Regions from separate parts of the Mus musculus genome. Here regions 1 and 3 are each linked to region 2. The links are chromatin contacts, called in public HiChIP or PLAC-seq maps. All regions are on one chromosome and are shown on one strand. Each heading gives the region's core, a stretch centred on a gene start, on an enhancer-like site or on the middle of the called end of the contact. The rest is flanking DNA. Distances are from core to core; before and after follow the strand shown. Region 1 overlaps Mrc1 (mannose receptor, C type 1). Region 2 overlaps Cubn (cubilin (intrinsic factor-cobalamin receptor)). Region 3 has its middle 8.9 kb from the start of Tmem236.

Region 1 (3,935 bases), core at 1,250-3,749, 870 kb before region 2:
GATTTCCTCCTCCCCACCATGATCCACCTCAGTCTCCAGGACCAAAGCACTTGATAAGATTTCCAAACAAGACACATCTGGGTTGGAGGATTTGGGAAAGTTACTCAAGTTCTCTTGCTTCCTTGTCTTAAGATGCAAACCACAGGCTCTACTATGTAGAGCTGTGAGGAAGGTATTGAAGAAAGTCAAACAATGATCACAGAACTGAAAGTCTCTAATTCTGTTTTGTGGTCATTGTAGTAAGAAGTTACATAGAGGTTAGAAAACATCAAGATTCTTGCTGCTAACAGGAGCTAATAATTTTATCAATAGTTTTCAAAGGATTTTAAATACTTAAAAGTTTATTATCATAGTTCTAAAGAGACATATCCTTCCTAGTTAATTTTCTCTAAAGCTCCCCATTCCCTGAGACTTTTTTCAGATTCCTAGATCTTGCACTGAAACTGACTGCTACTGCAATAGATGACAGCTGAGGCTGCTCTGATCCCCTGACCCACTGGCTACAAGATTCATTCATCTTTCTTGATAATCAGGTCAGGCCCCAGGTGCCTTGTTTGTTCTTGAAGCTGTATGTTTGGGCACTCAGTCATCTTTCCATCAAGTAGATACAGGATAGTGGGGCCTGAGCGCAAAGCTGTGGTGCCAGCACATGGATGGCTAGAGTGGGAGGATCTTGAGTTTAAGCCCAGCCTACATAGTGAGTGCCATAGGGAACTCTAACAGCTACATTGTAGGTTCCAGTCTAACCCTGGACTATACAACAAGAGACTTTGTCTTCAAGACTCTCAGTGGTCACAGCTGAGCTATGGTTCTAGTTTAATGGATTTTTATTCTTGAAGATATTCCAGTGCTCATCACTCAGAATCCTCCTGGTGAGTAAGTAACCAAGGCAAAGTAAAGCTACCCAGTAAGAGCTGTGACTTTCCCCAAAACTGAAACAAACAAAATGAGAATGTGTTCATTTACGTGATCTTGAATCTCACAGTTCCAGTGTTTAATGATTTAATAATCAAATAGCAGGTGTACAAACAGTGTAATCTGAGTGGTGACATCAGTTCCCCACTCAAAGCTGCTCATGCAAATTTGACTAACAGCTGGAGATTAGGATGTATTGAGCCAAGTAGCAAACCCATGCGCTTAAGTGGTTATTCCTCGAATAGCTTAGAATAGAATAGAATTCTTAGAATAGAATTGTGATTCTGGCACACTGATTTGCTTTCTGTAAAGGGTATTGAAGTGTCTGAGAGATGGCATTGTCAGTAATATTATTTGCCAGTAACATCAGTGTATAAAGATAAAGAAGCTCTTAGTGTCTGTTAGAGTCTACTTTGGGTCTCCAGTCAACAAAAGCAATTCAAAAAACCAAAGCAGCTGGTTGGTCCAAAACCAGATTCCTCAGACTAGCTTACTGCCAAGATTAGTATAAGTCTAGGCTTGGGCATCTCTAGTTCTATAAATCCTGAGTTTCAATTTCTACATCTTTTAAAAGAAGATACTTAAATGCCCCCTTGTTATTCTTGGAAAGATAAAATAAAATCCCATGTTTGTAAAGGGTTAATGCAAAAATTGGACTAATGATTCCCCATAAGCGTTTGCATTGGTCCCACCATTCAACGACATCCATATTCATATTCAGCCCCACTGAAAAGTTTTACATCTGCTTTCTATAGGGCCCCGTTTTGTGAAATTAGGCAAATATTCATAACACCTGAGAGCACTTGAAATGTTTCGTTGCTTTAAATATACCAGAACCAAATTACTTAAAAATTTTCTCTTCCTCTTTGCCCCAGAATACTGAAAGCTGGATGGGAGGGCATGGGAGAAGAGAAATGCAAAGATTACTTAAACACAACTGACTCGCATGCTGCATTGGAGAGGTGTCTGCAAGACTGACAGGCTCTGCTGGAAAGAATGAGGGAATGCCCTGAGCATAGACCCCTAGACCTGCCCTGAGCACAGCTCCCGCATACCTGGCATGTCGGCATTCCAGTGTGTAAACTGCACCTGCTCGTCCACAGTCCACCGAAACGTCCCTTTGTTTTGAACATCTGAGAGTCCTGTCCAAAAATATTTTTCAGGCCTCAATCCAACCAAACTAGTCAGGAATGCTTGTTCATATCTTTAAAAGAATTAAAGTAACTAAACTTTAGAAACATTTATGCAAATTTCTTAAATTATCAACATGAAAATTATTTCAGTTTTATACCCGAGATATTGTTTCATTGATAAATTCAAATATTGCTTTACTCTTCTGTAGCCATTTCCTCTGGATTCTAACATTCTCTCTTAAAGACAGAACATATGTCATAGATCCAGGAAGCTAAAGAACTTAGAAAGCTCAGGAGGTTTATGAAAGTTACAAGACTCACAGGGCCTCTTCCTGGGATTATAGAAGCAATAAATAATTGCTAGGGAGACAAGACTCTTCTACAGAGCTACGTGTAAATTGCTCAGGGCGTGTCAGGGATGCAGCCTTCATGAATCATCACCCATGCTGAAGTGGGCTTTCCAGTGAGGGAGCTGCCAATAAATCACTCATATCCACATATGTAACCTTTGCTCACACTCCTGTAAGTTACCCTGTAAACTCCCTGATTCCCCAAGCTGGACCTGGGGGGAATCATTTCCTTTATGATCTGGCATGAATAAACATTTCATAACTTCCCACAAAGAGTCACACAGGAGTCATAGCTTTATATCGTTTACATTATAATAGTCTTCACTAAGGAAAAGTAAGTTTATGAAGTTAAACTACCATCTATCTGAGTGGATTGATCCATTCAGACATTGTTCTCTCATTCTCATATTGGCCTCTCTAGCCTTCACAAAATTTAAGAGAACTTTGAAAATACAAAGAAGAAAACTACAGCAGTTGGAAAAATTATTTGAAATGACCAGACCACTTTTTACACAGGTCAAATGCCCTGCTCAATTCTTGATTACAGATGATAGGGTTATCAAGGAGAATCACGAATTGGGACCATCTTGTTTCTTTCCCTTTCTGATGATAGGCTATAGATCTGTCTTAGCTTAAAAAAAAAAAAAAAAAAAAAAACACTTGAAATAATGAAGGCAACTTGGGCGGAAATGTCTCAGAAAAATAGGCACTGCATTTTCAGGAACATCAAGAGCCAGGGAGAACAAAGAGGACTGTGGGCCCTGATAAAAATGGCAGATGTTATATTTAACCATAGTCCGAATAATTCCAGATGCCTAAAAAGAGCAATCAAAACACTATAAGTACAATTTACTTTCTAAAACATGAAAAGGAAATTTAATGACAGTTAAATACAAAGAGCTAAATACAAATAGCTCAGAGAACACGAGAACACATGAAGAGTAATTCTCTTCTTGTATACGATTCTTTAACCAATCAATCACAAATGTATATCCATGGTATTTAAGCAATTCATCTGCTCTGTCTTGAGAGAATACATATCTGTGTTCTAGTAGTTAGATGTTTATATTAGCATGTCATTGCTGGGAGAGGAAGATGCAGTTTGAAACACAATCCTCTGATATCTATTTTTATCACAGGATTTTTAGTATCAGCAGGACTCTGTGGGTTTTGAGTCTGCCCTGAAGCAATAAAATGTCAGTGACTTTTGAATTTTTTTTAAGTTTTTTGAATGTATAAGCCAAGCTTTGAGAAGAGTAAGAAAGAAAATAAAACAAAGAAGTAAGTAAACCTCAAAGATGAATGAAACCTCAGAGCTTAAAGTTCAAATTTAAAACCCTCTACTTTCTGTTTGATTTTCTTAGCCTATCATTCTATTAGCCAAGCCAACAAAGCTTAGTTGATTACTTAATTAGTTAACTAAGATAAAAGAATAGAAAGAATGAGTAGAATATTTGCAGATAATACAGTCTACATTTGGGAAGTTGGGATCATAATTTTGGGCCTCTGACCTGCCTTCCTTAGTAATAAGTGATAA
Region 2 (3,994 bases), core at 563-3,062:
TCCAGAAATTCTGTTGTCAGTCTAATAGTAGTCTTCTTTAGTTCTCCTTGAAAAATATCATTGGAAATGAAATTTCTTACTTGTGCAGTTGAGGAGCCCATTATTAGAATCAAATCTGTTCAAGGAGGGTTTAATCAAATCAGTTGAGCCTGCTGACAGCTGTGGGGTGGTAAGAATAAAGCTTCATGTTCCTCAAATATTCCCTGGCTAGAAGTGACCCTTAAGCATCGGGCTCTATTGCAGACCTGCTCAGTCCTTTCTATGCTGCTCAGTAGAGCATGACGGTTTAGAAAGAAGATTCTAGAGCCAGTAAGCCTGGGTTTAAATCTAAGCTTGAATAACCATGGATGGGTTGTTCAGTCTCTGGGTGTCATTTCCCTCAGTAAAATGGAACAATCAAAGTAAATGAGCTAATACACACAAAGAATGAGAACAGGGCCTAGCACACAGCAAACAATGCTAACTGCTGTTCGCGGTACTAATCGAAGCAGAGCTCCTGAGCCAGCCATAGGGATTCATAGTGCATCCATCCTGCAGGCGGAGGGAATTAGTGGCCCCTCGTTTAGAATTCTTCCTTTTCTTTTTGCTGATGACTGCAGCCAGCTTCCTCGATGCATCTTGGCACCTTGCACAAAGTATAAATGAGAAATGACAACACCCATATTCTAGTCTACTGATTTAACTGAAGCTCTTTGAGGAAACAGAATGGAGAGGTTCCATTGACACATTGAAGGTTTGGAAACTGTTAGTAACGGCCTTAAAAACTGCTCCGTGCTTCTCTATAATCCTTTAACAAAGAATGAGTATATTTGCTACAATTTAACATTTTTTGGCTTTTAGAAAGAAAATTGGGGTGAAGAAAACAATCAGTTTTCTTTGCATCATTGATGCATTTCACAATTCTGCATTAACTACACTTGCACTCACCTCAGTTTGTAGAGACTTCATTGCAGAGTTGCTAGGCATTTTAACCCCCAGTAATGCCCAGCATAGGACACATGCCCATAAACAGTGCATTATTATTCTAGCATGAATAGAATCTCCCAGACTAAAGAGAGGCCCATTGGACACGCAAACTGTATATGCTCCAGTACAGGGGAACGCCAGGGCCAAAAATATGGGAATGGGTGGGTAGGGAAGTGGGGGGGGGGAGGGTATGGGGGACTTTTGGGATAGCATTGGAAATGTAATTGAGGAAAATATGTAATAAAAAATATTAAAAAAAAAAGAATCTCCCAGACTATGGTTCAGCCCCTAGCCTTTTGCACTGTCAAAAGCTGTATTTGGGACCTGGGGAGTTGTTTCAGTTACTAAGTATTTGTCACACAAGCAAGAGCACCTGCGTTCAGACTCCTGTGTAAAAAGCTGGGTGTGATAGTACACCTCACATCTCTGTAACCCCAGCACTGGGATAGGCATGTGGAAACAGGAGGATCCCTGGATCTGGCCAGCCAACTTAGTCAAATTGGGAAGAAACTTTGTCTTAAACAGAGTAGAGAGCAATTGAAGACATCCAGTGTTGATCTTTGGCCTGCACACAGCAGCATTCACATGTGCTTAGACCCACGTGCTCAAAAATACACCCTTCACACATAAATACTTATGTGTCCACCCCAAAAGCCATAGTCTACAAACATTTTCCCCTTTATGATAACAGAGTTGTACACAGAGTGTCCCCATGTGTGAACAGCACAGCTCCTTCCTTCTGCCTCTCAGCCTTCTTCCAAAAGCCACAGAGCTTCTCTGTCTGAAGCCTGGTAATTAAAAGCTCCCTTCCTGGTTAGAACAAAGCAGAGAAGCAGAAGAGGTTTTGTGTGTGTGAGCCACAGTGGGTTTGACTCTTTGATCAGGGCGCGCCTCCTTGCTCATTTCCTGAGCAGATGAGTCATGTTTCCTGGAACAGTCCTTTAGAGGAAGTGGGCTTCCACAACGTTAGCTGTCTGCTAATAGCCCTGCTTACAGTAGAGCACCTGCCACTCACAAGTGAGTTTAAGTGCATTCTATAGGCCAGACATTTAGTTTTGTCTCCATACCAGCTGGGAGAATATAGCTTTCTACTAGGATAATCCACATTCAGAATTTTGAAAAGTATAGCAATGAAGCTGATCTCTCTTACGTCATTAAGCAGTCCAAGATGCATCTTAGACAAGATGTTGACTCCAAAATTGTCTGGGTAAAATGTGATTTTTTTGTTTTGTTTTGTTTTTCCAGACAGGGTTTCTCTGTGTAGCCCTGGCTGTGTTCTGGAACTCACTCTGTAGACCATGCTGGCCTTGAACTCAGAAATCCTCCTGTCTCTGCCTCCTAAGTGCTGGGATTAAAGGTGTGTGCCACCACTTCCCGGCGATTTTTTTTAAATTATAAAAATATATGAATTCTTTATTTTTTAGGCGATCAAAATTCTTTTCAGACAGAGAGTGGTGGTACACACACACACACACACACACACACACACACACACACATCACAGCACTTTAGAGGTTGAGGCAGGAGGATCCATTTACAATCAGACTGGCTACCTAAGACCCCTGTCTTTGGGAGAAGAAAAGAAAATCGTTGCCCTTTTCTGACCATCCTCACGATGAAGAATTTTCAACTGACTAGTTTGCTATATAAAATGATGCAGAGCTGCAGCCTTCAAACAACCAGCCTTTGGTTCAAAAGAGCTCTGGTCTCTGCTCCTCATAGCCTCTCGAACTTGAAGCATAGGATTCAGATGAATAAGAACAAAACCTACCACAATTTCCCAAACTACCGTTAAGCCACTTAAAAATCCCTTTACATGCACAAAGTTTGACATTATTTCCCACAACTTTCCACCTCTCTTCCTCCCATACTTAAGCCCAAAGCAGAAAAGTCCAGAGGCATCTACTATCAATGCTTGTGAGTACACTGCACAGGGAGGACCATGGGTGCAGGCACACTGCAAAGAGAGGACCATGGGTACAGGCACACTGCACAGGGAGGACCATGGGTACAGGCACACTGCAAAGGGAGGACCATGGGTGCATGCAGACTGCACAGGGAGGATCATGCATACAGGCACACTGCACTGGTAGGAAATGCTGGTCACAAGGTTAAGTTTTAAATATCATAAATCTTAGTTAGGAATTCTGGTTTAACTTTTTAAATGGGGAAGATTTCCAATTGCAGCATTAGAGACATTATATACCCACATGCATACACACATGCATGCATACATACATGCATACATACATACATGCATACATACAAACATACATATATTAGCTTTTAAAGTTGGCTTGCAGAATAATCACTGCATTTTCATATCTATTTGATCTATATTGGGGGCCACTGTTCACAGCTCCCTTCTGCTTCCTTTTTATACATTAAAACATGTGAAAACACTTTAATTTTAGTTCTTACTTAGCAGGCTTACTCTTTCTTCTGGCAACCTGGAAGAAGAGGCAGGCAAAAGCACTCTAGGTCTCTATGGCTCAAGGTTCCATAATTTTAATTTGTTCTATGAACTAAGCTTTTCCATCTGCAGCAGATGCTCAGGCCATTGGAAGGCACAATAATATATGTTTAAAGCATTTAGTGTTTTACTATGACAGGACAATTGAAGGCTATAGCCTATGGAACTAACCATATGTATCCACAGGAGAGTGTGTTTGGCTCTCAAAGTCTTTCCCTCCTCCCTGGGGAGGGACAAGTTATTCACTGCTCCATCAATGATCATAAAATTCAATATTTATAGAAGTCCATGGACTTCTAAAGACTTCATTTTAATAAAGAATTAGAATAATTAATAATAGTTACCATGAAAAAGGATATGCTCAGGATTAAATGGCTTGAAAATAACGCTGGAACAGATTACTTTCTGTAACAACATTTTAAGACAAATGTTGATGTTTGATTCTAAACACAGAAAAGAGATATGGAAATAGCAGAACATTTTAGTGGGCCAGCTGAGTGACTGGAAACCTAGAGGAGTTTGTAATTCTAATATGGCAAACATTACTAAGACATA
Region 3 (3,838 bases), core at 503-3,002, 750 kb before region 2:
TAAGCTTAATGAGGTAGGAAAACCTGCCTATTATGTACCATGCCATCCAGGGTGCCAGACTCAATATGATGAGAAAGCCAGCTGACCATAGCAGTCATTTCTCTCTGCTTCCTGATTGTGAATGGAATGTGACAGCTGTCTCAAGTTCCTGCCACCATAGCTTTATATCTGTGGTGGCCAATATCCTCAAATTGTGAGCCAAAAGAAACCCTTTCCCTCTTAAGCTGTTTCAACCAACGTGTTTATCACAGCAACAAAGAAATTAGCTAAGACAACAAGTATGTGAGTAACTGAGCATAGTCCAGATACAGAGGGAACAGAAGAGTCAGTAAAAGGATGATGTTAATCCAGAGAGTGATAAGAAGTAAGAGGACCAAGAAACACCCACTCAAGTGCTGCCTCAACTGCTCATATGAACCCTTACAAAAGGGACTCACTGTTCTTTACACGTTTGTTCACATGTACATGTGCACATCGTATACACACACACACACACACTGCTCACTATGAGCATTAAGAAAAAGAAGCAAAACTTAAATGTAATGGATAAAGAACCTTCAGAACTGACACATGCGAAAGGCTGATGTTTCATAAGAAAACACAACATTGAAAAAACGTGTAGAAGTGCAAGGCCATTCTCTGAGGTAGGTCTGGACCTCGACTGCTCTTCCTCCTGACTTAGAGCAGGCTCTGCTTAGTGCTGCAGAGTTATCTTTGCCTGAGGGAATGGAAAGGCATCTCCTTTGAAATGCCTTTGTTGTAAGACTGTCGGGGAGGCCAACAGAGCTGAGAGGAGATAGAAGCAGTAAGGTGCAGACACTGGTTAACTCTTGGGAACACAACCTCATCTTTGCTTTAAATTGTTGTAGTTTTAGATATTCATATAAATTTAAAATTTAGAAAGATATTCATCAAACTAATACCATTGTGTCTGGGAAATGGGGGAGAGCAGTATTCGAGGGAGATAATAATAATAAACCTTTTCATTAGTATTGCCATTATCTAAATGGTTCATAAATCTAAAAATTTAGAAGATAATTTTAGATTCAGAAAAATGTATTTTAAAATCAGTGCAAGTGGGCAGGAGAGATGGCCCAACAGTTAGGAGTGCTTGCTGCTCTTGTGAAGATCTTGGGTTTGATTCTCATCACCCACATGACTCATAGCGACTCGAGTTTCAGGGGATTTGACACCCTCTTCTGGACTCCAAAGAAACAAGGTATGCATTGCTACACAAGCATACACTTCAGCCAAACACTCATACGTATAAAACAAAGATAACTTTAAAATAATTATTGCAATTACATTAAAAGTATATATATATATATATATATATATACATGCTTTCATTTACTAATTTACTTCCCTCACTTCTCCTTGGGCAGAAGCTAGACAAACAGATTTCACTTCCACTTAACCTCTGAGTGGAAATATTAAACAGAAGCAAAGAGCCACACAGCCAACATTAAGCAGGACAAAGGCATGGAGACCACCTCCTGGATTGAGCTGGTTGCTGGGTTGCTCTTGTAGAGGAGTTGAGACATGTCACAGGCATCCTGCAGCAGAGCTCACTATAAGTACTTTCTCCTGCCCAGCCTTTCTCAAGGCACTTTCTCCAAGAAGAATGCAGCAGTACCTCCTGTGTGCCAGACGCTGTTGGAAACCCTCTCTGCTCACAGCTATAGCTATCTACATCCTGGTTTGCAGGCTGGATCTCCAGGAAGTCCATACACTCCTTGAAAGCAGGAAACATCTGCCCTAAGCTTTGAGTCATCATTTCTCTGCACAGGGCCCAGCACAGCACGGGCTCTTAGCACACATTTGTGGGAGGGATGAGTGAGGACATGAAGGGGAGCACAGAGCAGCTCCAGAAGACACAGCCTTCAGTCATGGCTGAGGGCTCCTTTATTCCAAGGGAATGCTGTTCCTCACACTGCAAGAGAAATCAATAGAGAACCATCTGTCCTGTGTAATGGACTCACTCAGACCACAGGCTTGTTTATTTGCTTGGTCATACTTACACCTCCTATGTCTCCTTCCTCCATTGCAAGGCTCTTTAGAGTCCCAAGGCCAGAGAGGGAAGACAAAATCATGGGGTGGGGGTGGGGGGTGGGTTTACACAAATAATTTCATGCCTAGTGTTAGACACTGACAAGCTTCATAGATGCCAATACTATGGTGTCTCTCAAATTTTCCCAGCATGTGTGCCCTCAAAAACAGATGTGAGCACTAACAAAGGTGCCCAGGAGAGAACTGCCTGGTGCTTATCTGGCCCAAGACACAAGCTCCAGTGATTTTAGCCTTCACCTTCTATTGTCTCATTGGCCCGAATTATAACTAATAGATTAGCAGGCAGGGAAAATATCTGAAAGAGCCACCAGCTCGCTTGGCAGCAGAAAAGAATACCATTATGATAACACTAAGCTATGAGGAGGAAACAATGCCAGGGCTGGATTTGGAGAGAGTCATGGGGAGATGCAAGAGGGCTTCACAAACCCTCCAACTGTTTACCAAAGTCCTGATGCCTTCCCTCCTAAGTTCCCTGACGAATCTGCCATGCAACTGCACCAAAGCAACCTGAAGGCATGCAAAGGCCATTTTCAAATCTCCCAAATGCTTTATTTGAAAGAGTCCAACACGGATCTGAGAGGCTTGTGATGTGCCTCAGTCTGCACTCGCCTGCCAGGCAGGGAGTCAGAACTTCCTGACAGGGAACACATTTGGTCTCTGAAGCTGGATCTGTGGTGGAATGGCTGGCCCCTGTGGTTTTGAATTCACTTCCATGTAGGACTGTTGATGCAGTGCTTTTTATTTTAGTAAGCAGAAGATATCATTCCGGCCAGAGAAGCACCTGTTGTCCACACTGCCAACTGCCATTTCCTTCCTACAGGCAGGAAGTCAAAAACTGAAAGTCTCTAAAATTGTCAGCGAGAGCATTTGTAATCTAGAGGTTCATTCATTGTTTTCAGCAGAAGGTCTGGGAAATAAAATGGACAAACTGCCAAGAATGTTCTGGAGTTGGCTTCCTGAGATCACATGGTGTTGAGGTGCATAAAGTCAGAGATGGTAACAGTGACACTTCTCTTGGATCACGCTGGATCTGCAGAGCCTGGGGAAGAGGTGGAAACAAGGTCCTGGGCCTAATTTACAATTTCTAAAGCTTGCTGAGCCTCATAAGCAGGTGTGACCAAATAAATCACTAGAAGTCATTGCAATAAGCTCATGACCCCATGCGCTCTCTGCCCTCCACTGATGTTATGCTCTCAGAGTTTACACTATCCTAAATTTAGTATGTGATCATGCATAGCTTCATCTGTTCAGGTAGCAAATAACCTTAGCCTTTGTATAAAGCCAGAGCAATGCCATAGTCCCTTTGGAAGCCCTTTCCTAATGGACTCTTCCTGAAGTAAAAAAAAAAAAAAAAAAAAAAAAAATGCAAAGAAAGCCTTGATATTTTTAAATGATCTCCTTTCATGATGCCATAGGTCTTAAAGGAGAAAACTAAAACAACATCTTCCCATCTCTCCATATAACCCCTCACCACTGCAAAGGATGGCTGCTCAAGACTATGAAACACAAGAGCAAAGGGAAAAAAATGAAGAAAGAAAGAGAAAAAGGAAGGAAGGAAGGAAGGAAGGAAGGAAGGAAGGAAGGAAGGAAGGAAGGCAGGGAAGGAAGGAAGTTAAATGTTGCTTTTCAGGAGATGACAATGACCCAAGTTCACCTTTTATGACTTCAGAGTGATGGATTTAGTCAATTGAAACTTACCTAAATGTGCTTGCATCCCTCATCAATTAACATGAGTTCACTCCCAAATTCATAAGCTTGAGTTTTCCAA

What was found. HiChIP or PLAC-seq counts read pairs in DNA pulled down with a chosen protein or histone mark.
Region 1: a FOXA1 HiChIP or PLAC-seq map of pancreatic cancer cells shows a contact between it and region 2. The contact joins two enhancer-like sites. A contact is called at or near these places in 2 of 115 datasets of contacts at active chromatin or transcription factors (large pre-B cells and pancreatic cancer cells).
Region 3: an HNF4G HiChIP or PLAC-seq map of pancreatic cancer cells shows a contact between it and region 2. The contact joins two enhancer-like sites. A contact is called at or near these places in 2 of 115 datasets of contacts at active chromatin or transcription factors (microglia and pancreatic cancer cells).

Annotation. Positions count from the first base shown.
Region 1 is chr2:14,278,020-14,281,954 of GRCm38.p6, reverse strand. Mrc1 (mannose receptor, C type 1) reads right to left here. Exons shown (of 30, transcript NM_008625.2): 11 at 1,971-2,119. Among named protein-coding and RNA genes, the nearest start is that of Mir511, 19 kb to the right of the region's middle. Within about 2 kb of position 2,499, at least 29 of the 459 cell types and tissues checked have an H3K27ac peak or open chromatin away from gene starts, as enhancers often do. A contact at or near this core is called in pancreatic cancer cells, where this site is marked.
Region 2 is chr2:13,411,574-13,415,567 of GRCm38.p6, reverse strand. The region is part of intron 27 of Cubn (cubilin (intrinsic factor-cobalamin receptor)); the gene reads left to right. Among named protein-coding and RNA genes, the nearest start is that of Cubn, 78 kb to the left of the region's middle. Within about 2 kb of position 1,812, at least 226 of the 459 cell types and tissues checked have an H3K27ac peak or open chromatin away from gene starts, as enhancers often do. A contact at or near this core is called in microglia and pancreatic cancer cells, where this site is marked.
Region 3 is chr2:14,163,740-14,167,577 of GRCm38.p6, reverse strand. No RefSeq gene overlaps it. Among named protein-coding and RNA genes, the nearest start is that of Tmem236, 8.9 kb to the left of the region's middle. Within about 2 kb of position 1,752, at least 99 of the 459 cell types and tissues checked have an H3K27ac peak or open chromatin away from gene starts, as enhancers often do. A contact at or near this core is called in microglia and pancreatic cancer cells, where this site is marked.